Regions from separate parts of the Mus musculus genome. Here region 1 is linked to region 2. Evidence: chromatin contacts called from public Hi-C data. All regions are on one chromosome and are shown on one strand. The core of a region is the stretch at or near the end of the contact, and the rest is flanking DNA. Distances in the headings are between cores, read along the strand shown.

The links. Hi-C and Micro-C count contacts between places; a contact is called where the count stands out from the background.
Region 1: a contact with region 2 is called in a Hi-C map of the N1E-115 cell line, with 4 times the contacts expected there. The contact joins two enhancer-like sites. A contact is called at or near these places in 2 of 484 Hi-C or Micro-C datasets (the N1E-115 cell line and myocytes).

What each region holds. Positions count from the first base shown.
Region 1 is chr15:84,635,902-84,641,265 of GRCm38.p6, forward strand. No RefSeq gene overlaps it. Among named protein-coding and RNA genes, the nearest start is that of Gm34201, 11 kb to the left of the region's middle. Within about 2 kb of position 3,735, at least 92 of the 459 cell types and tissues checked have an H3K27ac peak or open chromatin away from gene starts, as enhancers often do. A contact at or near this core is called in the N1E-115 cell line, where this site is marked.
Region 2 is chr15:83,658,485-83,663,816 of GRCm38.p6, forward strand. Scube1 (signal peptide, CUB domain, EGF-like 1) reads right to left here. Exons shown (of 22, transcript NM_022723.3): 5 at 542-667. Among named protein-coding and RNA genes, the nearest start is that of Gm52183, 33 kb to the right of the region's middle. Within about 2 kb of position 3,832, at least 6 of the 459 cell types and tissues checked have an H3K27ac peak or open chromatin away from gene starts, as enhancers often do. A contact at or near this core is called in the N1E-115 cell line, where this site is marked.

The sequences.
Region 1 (5,364 bases), core at 2,485-4,984, 980 kb after region 2:
ATATTTAAAAAAAAAAAAAAAAAAAAAAGGAAAAGGTTTATTTTAGCTTGCAGGTTATACTCCATCATGAACGGATGTCAGGATAGGGACTTGAGGCAGGAACTGAAGCAGAAACCATAGCTTTCAGGCCTGCTTTCTTATATGACCCAGACCCGCGTACCCAGGAGTGGCCCTGCCCATAGTGAGCGGGGCCATTCCACATCAATTATTAATCAAGAAAATGTCCTACAGACTTGCCTCCAGGCGGTTCCCAGAGAGGAGGATAAATCGCTGAAGTTTGGCAGATGTCTAGCTCAGTGACACCTCCCCACATGAACCAGTTGTTCTGGGTGTGTCATTCAGGAGTCCCAGTGGATTCTGGGGGACCATGTATCAGTGCGGGTCTCCCATCTCCCACAAATGCCCTGCCCTGTGGGCAGCGTCAATGAGAGCCATGAAGCATGCGCAGAGCATGCATGACAAATCTCTGCCTTTCACTCGCTATTATTATTATTATTATTATTATCTTAAAACTACACTTTAAAAGAAAATAGCCTTAGATTGGAGAGACGGCTCAGTTAGTACCATGCTTAAGTACAAGCAACTGAGTTTGATTTCCATAAATTCACATTAAAAAAAAAAAAAAACCTACACATGAAACTCAAGAAGAATGAAGACTGAAGTGTGGACACTATGCCCCTCCTTAGAATTGGGAACAAAACACCCATGGAAGGAGTTACAGAGACAAAGTTTAGAGCTGAGATGAAAGGATGGACCATGTAGAGACTGCCATATCCAGGGATCCACCCCATAATCAGCATCCAAATGCTGACACCATTGCATACACTAGCAAGATTTTATTGAAAGAACCCAGATGTAGCTGTCTCTTGTGAGACTAAGCCGGGGCCTAGCAAACACAGAAGTGGATGCTCACAGTCAGCTAAGGGATGGATCACAGGGCTCCCAATGGAGGAGCTAGAGAAAGTAGCCAAGGAGCTAAAGGGATCTGCAACCCTATAGGTGGAACAACATTATGAACTAACCAGTACCCCGGAGCTCTTGACTCTAGCTGCATATGTATCAAAAGATGACCTAGTCGGCCATCACTGGAAAGAGAGGCCCATTGGACTTGCAAACTTTATATGCCCCAGTACAGGGGAACGCCAGGGCCAAAAAGGGGGAGTGGGTGGGTAGGGGAGTGGGGGTGGGTGGGTATGGGGGACTTTTGGTATAGCATTGGAAATGTAAATGAGCTAAATACCTAATAAAAAAATGGAAGAAAAAAAAAAAGAAAACCCATACTGGTTTTCTTGGTCTACATTTCATCCCATCTCAGTATCCCACACAATTATTGTCTTTTTCGGAGTCTCGTTATGTATCCCAGGCTGGCCCTGGATTCACTTCACAGCTGCTGTATCACTTTCCCTGGGGAGATGTGACAAATATCTATGCATCCCAGACAGGACGTTGAAGACAGACCAAAGAGACAGTTCCATTTAAAACCTACCCCAGTGAACCAGTGAGTTTTTTAGAGTTACTTACAGAAGTGTGAGAGAGATTACTCACAAGGGCATTACTGAGGGGTTACTCACAGGAGCAGGGAGTTCAAGGGCAACTATGTCACTAAGAAGTCAACTCCAGCACAATAATGACTCACAAAAAGCTGTATCCCTAAAGCTACCTGTGCAGCTTGCAGACAACTCTTAGAGTCTCCTCTTCTCAGCCACTGTTACTACTTACATAGCCTTGGGGAGAGACCTTGTGAATCTTGTAAGTTTCAGGAAGTTCCTGAGCCTTGCAATTTTAGTTTACTTCCTGGGCCTTGAATATATCAGTGAGTGGCCTCTCTCCTCAATAGCAGTCCAGGCTCTGTAGTCTTGTTTGGTTTTTTTTTTTTTTTTTTTTTTTTGAGACTTTCTTTTCCTAAACAGAATTCATAGTCATTGCCCCATGTTTTCAAAAATACACTATAAACCTGTGTGGTGGTTTGAATAGGAGTAGTCCCCAGAGGCTCATAAATTTAAAGGATTGGTCATTAGGGAGTGGTATTACTTGACAGGGATTAGGAGGTGTGGCCTTGTTGGAGTAGGTGTGGTCTTGTTGGAATCAGTGTGGTCTTGTTGGAGGAAGTCGTCACTGGGGATGGGCTTTGGGGGTCTCAAATGCTCAACCCAGGGCCAGACTCTCTCTCTTCATGCTGCCTCCAGATCTGGATGTAGAACTCTCAACTGTTACAGCGCCAAGTCTGCCTGTGCTCCACCATGCTCTTCCACCTGACAATAATAAGCTAAGTCTCTGATGCTGTAAGCAAGCCACAATTAAACGCTTTCCTTTATAAGAGTTGCCATGGTCTTGGTGTCTCTTCACAGCAGTAGAACACTGAGTACACTGACTAAGACAGCCTGTGAGGATTCATTTTTATAGTTAGCCTGACAGGATTTAGAATCTCCTGGGAGACCATCTCCGAGTGTGTCTGTGTGTGTCTGTGTGTGTGTGTGTGCGCGCGTGTGTTTATGTTTCTGTGTGTGCATGTATGCATGTGTGTGTATGTGAGGGTGAAGAAGTTGTGGGGAAAGTGTGTGTGTGTGTGTGTGTGTGTGTGTGTGTTTTCAGAGAAGTTTAACTGAAATGAGAAGGCCCACCCTTAACAGGCAGCAGAAGCCTTTGTGTGCTGGCATCTCAGACTGAAAGAGGAAAAGGTCACATGTCTCTCTGCTTCCTGGCTGAGCTCACAGTGTGACCCAAGGCCTGCAACACCCCCTGTGTCTCAAACTGTGAGGCAGAACAAACCCCTCCTTCTTAAGCAGCTACTGTCTGGTATCTTGTCACAACCAGGGAGAGAAACATAAGACAAAAGCCAATGCTTCACCCACATCCCTAACTTCACACACACACACATACCCTAACACACAGACACACACACATACCCTAACACACACACACACACCTTAACACACACAGCCACACACACACACACCCTAACACATACAGCCACACACACACACCCTAACACACACACAGACACACACACACCCTAACACACACAGACACACACCCTAACACACATAGCCACACACACACCCTAATACACACAGACACACACACCCTGACACACACACAGACACACACACACACCCTAACACACACAGACACACACACACACACCCTAACACACACATAGACACACACACATACACACACAGCCACACACACATACACACATGCCCACACCCCCCCCCATGCATTCTATTCAGCATTGGCATTTCTAACTTCAAGATGAACTTTGAGTGTGAGTATGCCTTCCTGCAGTTATGAGCTGTGCTCCAGTAGACAGTGTAAACCTCTTCCCACATCCCAGAAGTTCCCTGAGCCCCACTCGGTCCTCTGACTTCCTGAACTCTGCAGCCAGATGGGCCTCCAGAAAATGCAGACATTTAAGCTGCTGCCAGAGACCCAGGGTGAACCTCTACCAGGCCCTGCCTGGCTGATTCTTCCTCTATGGCGTTCGTCCCTGACCTAAACGGCTAAGTTCCTCTGAGCTGTCTGAGGCTCGCTTTCAGGGTAAACCCTGTGTGGTTAGAATTCCCAGGGACCCGGGTCCAAAGTGCAGTCCCAGCTTCTGGACCCTCTTTAAATGAGCACACAAAAGAGGGTCACAAGACAGGACATGTGCACATCCGGGATGGTTGGTGATGGCCACTCTGTGGTCATCTTCCAAAGCCCGTGCTCCCTGGCTGGCTGTGCCTGGGCTATTTGGGAGAACACGCTGTTCCAGGCCAGAACAGTCTGGCTCTTCCAAGAACTGAAGATGAAAGGCCCTGGGCTTCTGTAGTTCGTTAACAATTCCTTTCTTCCCTTTGCCCAGCAGAAGTTTCCATTCAACCATGGAAACATTTTTCAAATTAACTGTCCCCTCCCAGAACTGCTTGGCTTGGAGGCTGAGGAGAGATAGGGGCCTGGGCTTCCTCACAGTCTAAGTGACTGGAGATATCTGTTCCCACTTTGGAGGCTTGGGGCCCTGGGGGCAGGCCCTTCTGCTTCCAGATGGGCTGAGAGGCCACTCAGGAGAGCAAGGGTCAGAGTGCAGCTGGCCAGTGGACACTGCTCAGTCTTTGAGCTTCTGCCAGCTGTGGCTGAGGAACGAAGGATGGGACTCCAGAGAGGGGACACCAGGGAGGGGACACCAGGAGGGAGACATCAGGGAGGAGACACCAAGGAGGGGACACCAGGGAGGGGACACCAGGGAGGAGACACCAGGGAGGGGACTCCAGAGAGGGGACACCAGGGAGAGACACACCAGGGAGGGGACACCAGGGAGCCTCTGTCATTCATTTGTGTTCCTCAATAGTCATTCTTCAGCTAGATATGGACATGCCCCCATGGGTGAGGACTAGGCTGGGCTTGGAGACAGACAGGCACTCTCTCTCTCTCTCTCTCTCTCTCTCTCTCTCTCTCTCTCTCTCTCTCTCACACACACACACACACACACACACTTTTGTCAACTTGCTGTGAGGACCCTGAGGGGAGTCAGCACTGGCACACTGCATTCACTGCACTGAGGAGAACCTATTTTCTGGTTCTAATTGTGAGCCACAAACTGGGCTTGATGTTGACGTTCTAAAATCTCGGCATCAAGGGCTAGATAGAGAGAAGGCTCAGCGGTTCAGAACACTGACTGTCCTTCCACAGGACCAGGGTTCAAATCCCAGGACCCACATGTCAGCTCACAACCATCCATAACTCCAGTTCTGGAAGATCTGATACCCCCAGACGGACAGGCATGCAGGCAAAACACCAATGCACATAAAATTAAAATCGTTTTTTTTTTAACAATCTTTGCATTGAGTGGGTGGCTTATGCCTTTTACCTCAGCACTATCTCTGGCCCAGAACACCACTCCTGAACACCGGCAACAGTGAACTGGAAGGACTCTATAATAGCGTCCAGGGGAATTGAGCATGGTGGCATATATCCAGTAACCCCACTGCTGTGGAGGCTGAAACAGAAGACTGCAAGCTCAAGCCAGCCTGGGCTGTGAGTCAAAACCTAGAGAACTGTACCAATGTGCACAACCAGACCCTTGTCAGAGCCCCTTGCAGACAGAGAAGGGACTCTAGCCAGCCGGAGCACGCCACACATAGTTCTGTCAGGCCTTGCCCTTCTCTCCCATGCCCTCTGCCTCGCATTCCTAAAGCTGGCCACCAAAGTCTATTCGCTTATTTGTCTACTTGTCCTGAGGCTGACTGACTACCAAGGTCCAGCTATCAAAGTATTGACATCCAGCAATCGAAAGCTTTGGCTCACCTAGTTAACCTGCCTAATCAAAATTAAACACTGCATCCTAACGCAGGGTTTCCCCCTTTTATCTTCATAAACTGCCATTTG
Region 2 (5,332 bases), core at 2,582-5,081:
GCAGGAATGCACCACCATGCCTGGCTTATGTGGTGCTGGGGATGGAAGGAACCCAGGCAAGGCAAGCACTCTAGTGCCTGAACTACTTGGGTCCTGATCTTTGAACCTGGGAAACTGTCAGCATCAGGTCCACTTTCTCCCATCTACCCTCTGCCATCCACCCTCCTTTACTTCTTTATACTGTTCTGTCACCCAAGGCTTTTCAGGCTGATAGACAAAATGAGGCTTTAAAAATTCTGAGCTATAGCCCCCCTCCCCCACAGGAGAGTTTGACTTCAGGACCCTCTAGATGGTCCAAGCCAGTGCCTGGGGCTGTGTTGATGATACCATACCAGGGATAGAAAACTCCAAACTGGGAGGTCATGACCCATCCCTCCAGCTTCCCAGAGCCCCTCAGCAGACCGCGTCCTCCACCTACCCCAGGGTGCTGAGATCCTTCCCCGAGCAACATCCAGCACCCTGAACAGACCCACCGCCACACACAAAAGCAATGGTAGGAGACACGTGGGGGTGTCTGACCCATTTGCCTCCGTCTACCTACGTGTGCAGTCCTTCTGGTTTTGGGCAAGGTCAAAGCCGGGCCTGCAGTCACAGGCTACCCCACCTTTGGGCGTCTCCCGGCAGATGTGGGCACAGCCATGGTCTTTGTTCATGCAGTTCATACCCTCTGAGAAGAGAGACAGACAAGACAGAGGTTGGAGACCAGCCAAAGCGGGAGAGAGAAAAGCCCCAGGCTGTGGAGAAATGACTTGTAGTATCTTAGTGCAATGGTGAGTGTGTTTGGTCAGCTACTGCAGGCAGCACTCGCATGCATATGTACGTGTGTGTGCACAAACACACTTAGCCACAGGTGCATTCTGCCACAGCGCCTGGGTCCTGTAAGGTACAGTCTAAATGACATCTCTGAGCCCATAGGCACAGCTCCTGCTTGACATGGGATTGCAGGGTTAGGTGTGTAACATCAGCCGGGACCATTTGGCCTCTCCTCAGCTGCCAATGGGTCCATGATACCTTTGTATCCACTAAGTAAGCTCTGTTTCCTCCCTGTCTGCCTGGCATTGCTTGGACCTCCTTATGATGACCCCAGTTGATGTTTATCTTCTTGGTGATTTGTGAGGAGTTTCCAGAATTTATGAGGGGGTCAAGTGAGGGGTTGCAGGTCACAGGCAGATCAAAAGGCAGAGAGCCGCTGTGTGCTGCACACTGGCTCTGGGACCTGATGTCCCCTCCAGCTGAAAGAACTCGGTGAGTGAAGCTGTCTGGGAGAGGGAAGAAACCCCTGAGGTGGTAATATCTCTTCCTCAGGGGCCACACTGGGTCCTGGTACAAAGCAAGAGAGCGTAACTGTGACCCGGTGGGCTGTACATGGGCTGTTAATAACTTGGACATGTTTCAAGGGACAAATCTCTGGCAGTTATACTATAGACCAAGAAAGTCTTGGGCTGGAGGTGTGGCTCAGTAGAGTGCTTTGGCTAGCATGGCAGCAGCCACAAGTTCTTTCCCAGCATTGTGATAAAGTTTTTTTCTTACGAAGAAAAAAGAAAGCAGTCTAAAGTGAATTTACAGATGGAAATGAACTACAGCCCCATTTTGTTCAACACCTGACTTATCACTGGGATGCCTTGCCTGGCATCTCTTCTTCTCCCTCCCTTTGATTTGCTCATCAGTTCAAGCCAAGCGGCTATAGCAGTGCAGAGACAGACTGACCTACTGACTTTGACTTACTGACCCATGACAGACAGGCAAAACACCCAGGGCACCAAAGGAAGTCACACCACCCCTTTCCTCGCCTCAATTTTCAACGGCACCCAAGCCTGATGGTGGTGACGGAGGCCTGATGGCCCCTGTTCTGTAGTCACCGGGAGGGAGGTGACCTGTGGCCAGAGCCTATTTCTGTACAAACACTCACACCTCAGCTGGTCACCACTAACCAGGGTTGCTCCTGAGCCAGTATGAGCCAATCCCAGCATGCAGCTTCATTAGAAAGCCCATGTAGGCTCGAGGAGGTGTGGACATCAGTCTGGCTTCCCCAAAAGCCGTGTGCCTTCCCGTCTCTGAGCCTCACCCGTGAACATGCATGACACCGATACCCTCATCCTTGAGGATTAGGTAGAAACATTCACCAAGGCCACAGACAGGAAGATGCCCAGTGCTTGGCTGGCATTCAACAGTCCAACTACCTCTGCGGACCCCGGCCTGCTCCTGCAGATCTGTGAGAGGCAGCTCCCTGATGGGTGCTGGCAGGCAGATGCAGAGGTGGCTTCAGGATAGGAACTTTCTCAGTCATCCAGCCACTTCTAGTTTCCTGGGATGCCTTGCCTGGCAAGAACCTGGCTACCAAGCAGCCTCCTTGACTCATGATGGGCACTCTCAGTGGGCAGCTCACAGTCTAGGTCATGCTAACTCCTTGCTGATGTGGCTGCTCCTATAGCTCTCCAGCAGTTCAGATGTTCCCATGTGCATTCTCCTGGGGCCCACAATCCCATACTGCCCGCAGTATCCCCTAGCTTCTCCTTCCTGGTTCCTTCCTCCTGTCTTCCATAAATGACTTCCGAAAAGGCTACCTCTGAGTTCATCCATCAGTTACAATAAAGCCTCTTGACCCCCCAGGTTATCCTCCAGGCCACAGTGATTTTGCAGAGCTGCCCCAAGCTAGCCCAGATCAATACCCCAACATACCTGGTTTATTGTTCCAGGCATGGAAGAGCCCATAGGCTCTGTTTAGCTCAGCTTATTTGAGGTGAAGAAAGGGAGATTGAATTTCCATTTCTAGTCAAAGAATTGCAACTTCTGTGAAGCCTCACACATCGCCAGCCAGCCATGAATGTGGCCCTGAGGAGCTGGTGTGGCCCTGAATCCTGGACCACAGAGAGCTATGTTTTAGAAACTGCCATGCCTTCTCCTCCTGAGGATCTGTCGCCATCAAGTTTTTCCTTTCCAGTGTCCAGACTCTAGTCATGAGCTAAGGGGTCACACTCTGGAGAGACTCTGGGGCAGTGGTCCAACATCACTGTGGTTGCTGCAGCCAATGGTCAGTGGTGTGGCTGCAGGAAGGGACCAGGGAGCCACAGAGCTGGTCTTAAGGATGCAGCCAGAAGATTCCAAAAGTTTCCTCTTAGTCTGCTCTACAACTGGTGTGTGTGTGTGTGTGTGTGTGTGTGTGTGTGTGTGTGTGTGTGTGCTCATGAGCTAGCACACACATGTGAAAGGTCTCTGTCCCCCACTGTAACCTTGGGGCAAAGCCAAGGTTCCCCAGCTTAGTCTCTTATCCCAGGCTCCCGTACCAAGCCATACAGTTAAAATCTTTGTTGGATTTAAAAGTTACATCTTAAAACTCACCACACGCAAACATAATGATCTTCACCAAAAACTATATTTTCTAGAATCAAGGAGAATGCAGGCCCAAGAGGCACAAGTTTGCAGTAGGCACGCGAGGCACTGGGTACCAGCCACTCCTGTGGTTCAGACTCCACAATGGAAGATGCTCCCCAGCCTCTGGCCTCTGCATGGCTGCGCTGGCAACTTTGGCTACAGATGGTTACCCAGCCAGGGTAGGTAGCCTAGTATATAGCTTCTGTGACTCAGGACTGTAGGCCTTGCTTACTCTGCCTGGACCACGTCTGCTCCTGAGAGGGTTGCAAACCACATGCTTTCCTACACATCTCCCTAGGTGTAGGGATGGGGGCCACATGTGCCAAGTTCAGAGAAAGCCTGCTTGCTTCCCGCTACAGAGGAGTTGCAAGAATTTCAGTCATTCCCGGAAGTCCTGGTTTTCACGTGCCTGGTGCCCGCCAGCTCAAGGCTAATCTGATCTGACCCATGCAAATCCAATTATGCTCTGCAAACTTGGGCTGAGTGTCTCCTTAGTGCTAGGCCAGGCGGGGTATAATGGGGAGACAAGGCCCTTAGCTGCCACATCGATTGCCAAAAGGAGCTAGCACATGCTATGAGCAACTTGCCTCGTGTCTGAGCCTCAGCTTCACCTGATGGGCAGAATTAGAAGACCATGGGTCTGACTTCTGAGGCGGGACAAGTGACTATAAAGTTGTCCCTGGACCTCAACCCAGGCAGGAGGAAGCCATGGGAAGCTGTAACTAGAGGGGTGAAGTGCAAGAGGACCTCTGCATGCTTTAGAGAGACAGGGTTTCAAGCCAGGAGCTAGGGGAAAGCTGTCACAGAACCCTAAGTGGGACTAAGAAGCGGCTGGGAGGGTGGAGGTTTATTAGGGATCTCTTTTATAGTCTCTTCCTAGACCAGCCTCTCTCAACTTGTGGGTTGAGACCCCGTTGGGGGAGTGTATATCAGATATCCTGCCTATCAGATATTTACATTACAATTCATAACAGTAGCGAAAGTATAGTTACAAAGTAGCAACAAAAATAATTTTATAATTGGAGGTCACTGCAACGTGAGGAACTGTATTAAAGGGTCAGAGTATTAGAACGGTTGAGAATCTCTGTCCTAGAGTTCTCTGGAAGATGAGATGCATGGCCCGAAGCCCCCACTACACTGCATTTGCTCTTTACAAGTCTGAGAAGGGGGCATGCCCACGTTGCAAACCACCCGTGCATATGGGTCGATGTGGTGGAAGATGTGTCTGGCCACATCCGGCCCAGTGTCTCTTTCCATTGCCTTCCCTGGATCCTTTGAGAGGCCCTATGGTGCTTTCCCACCAGAGACTCTCCCATAGGGCAGCTGTCAGGTTAGGAGATGGTCCCATGTGTGCCTTGCCTGCCGTACCAGTGTGCATGTCACATTCCCCCAACACAGGTCTGGCACCTTTGTCCCAGTTAGAGTTGGAATGTCTGCCTCCCAAGGGTCATTGCTATGGCAACATCATCAATAATATCACTATCTCAGTTCTTGTCCCTCAAACACAGAGGAGGACAATGGCCTTGCCCCACCCCCACCCCCCACCCCGCTCCAATTCGGGAGGAAGGGTTTGCTTTCCCTTTACAGAAAGTAAAAGTGCCAAGAAAGAGCCTGGGACCTTAGGGGACGTCCACAGCCCAGAATTACCCCAGCCTATCAGGGAAAAGGAAACCCAGCTTGTGGTCTCAGAAAGAACCCCAGAGAGGCTAGGTGAATGGCGGGAGCACAGGACTGACCTGGGGAAGAGAGAAGATGAGGAGGACCCCTGGGGTGCCTGCCTGGGGGTCATATTTTGTGCTAACCTACAGATATGTCATCTTGTCAACTTCCAGGCCAGCCTTAGGGGGATGTAAGCTGGGGTACCACATGCCCTTCTGAGACAGGGGCATTCCCTAACAGGTATAACAGCATCTGTCCATGGAGTGTGGGTCAAAAGTCTACTGTCACATGACCATACAAC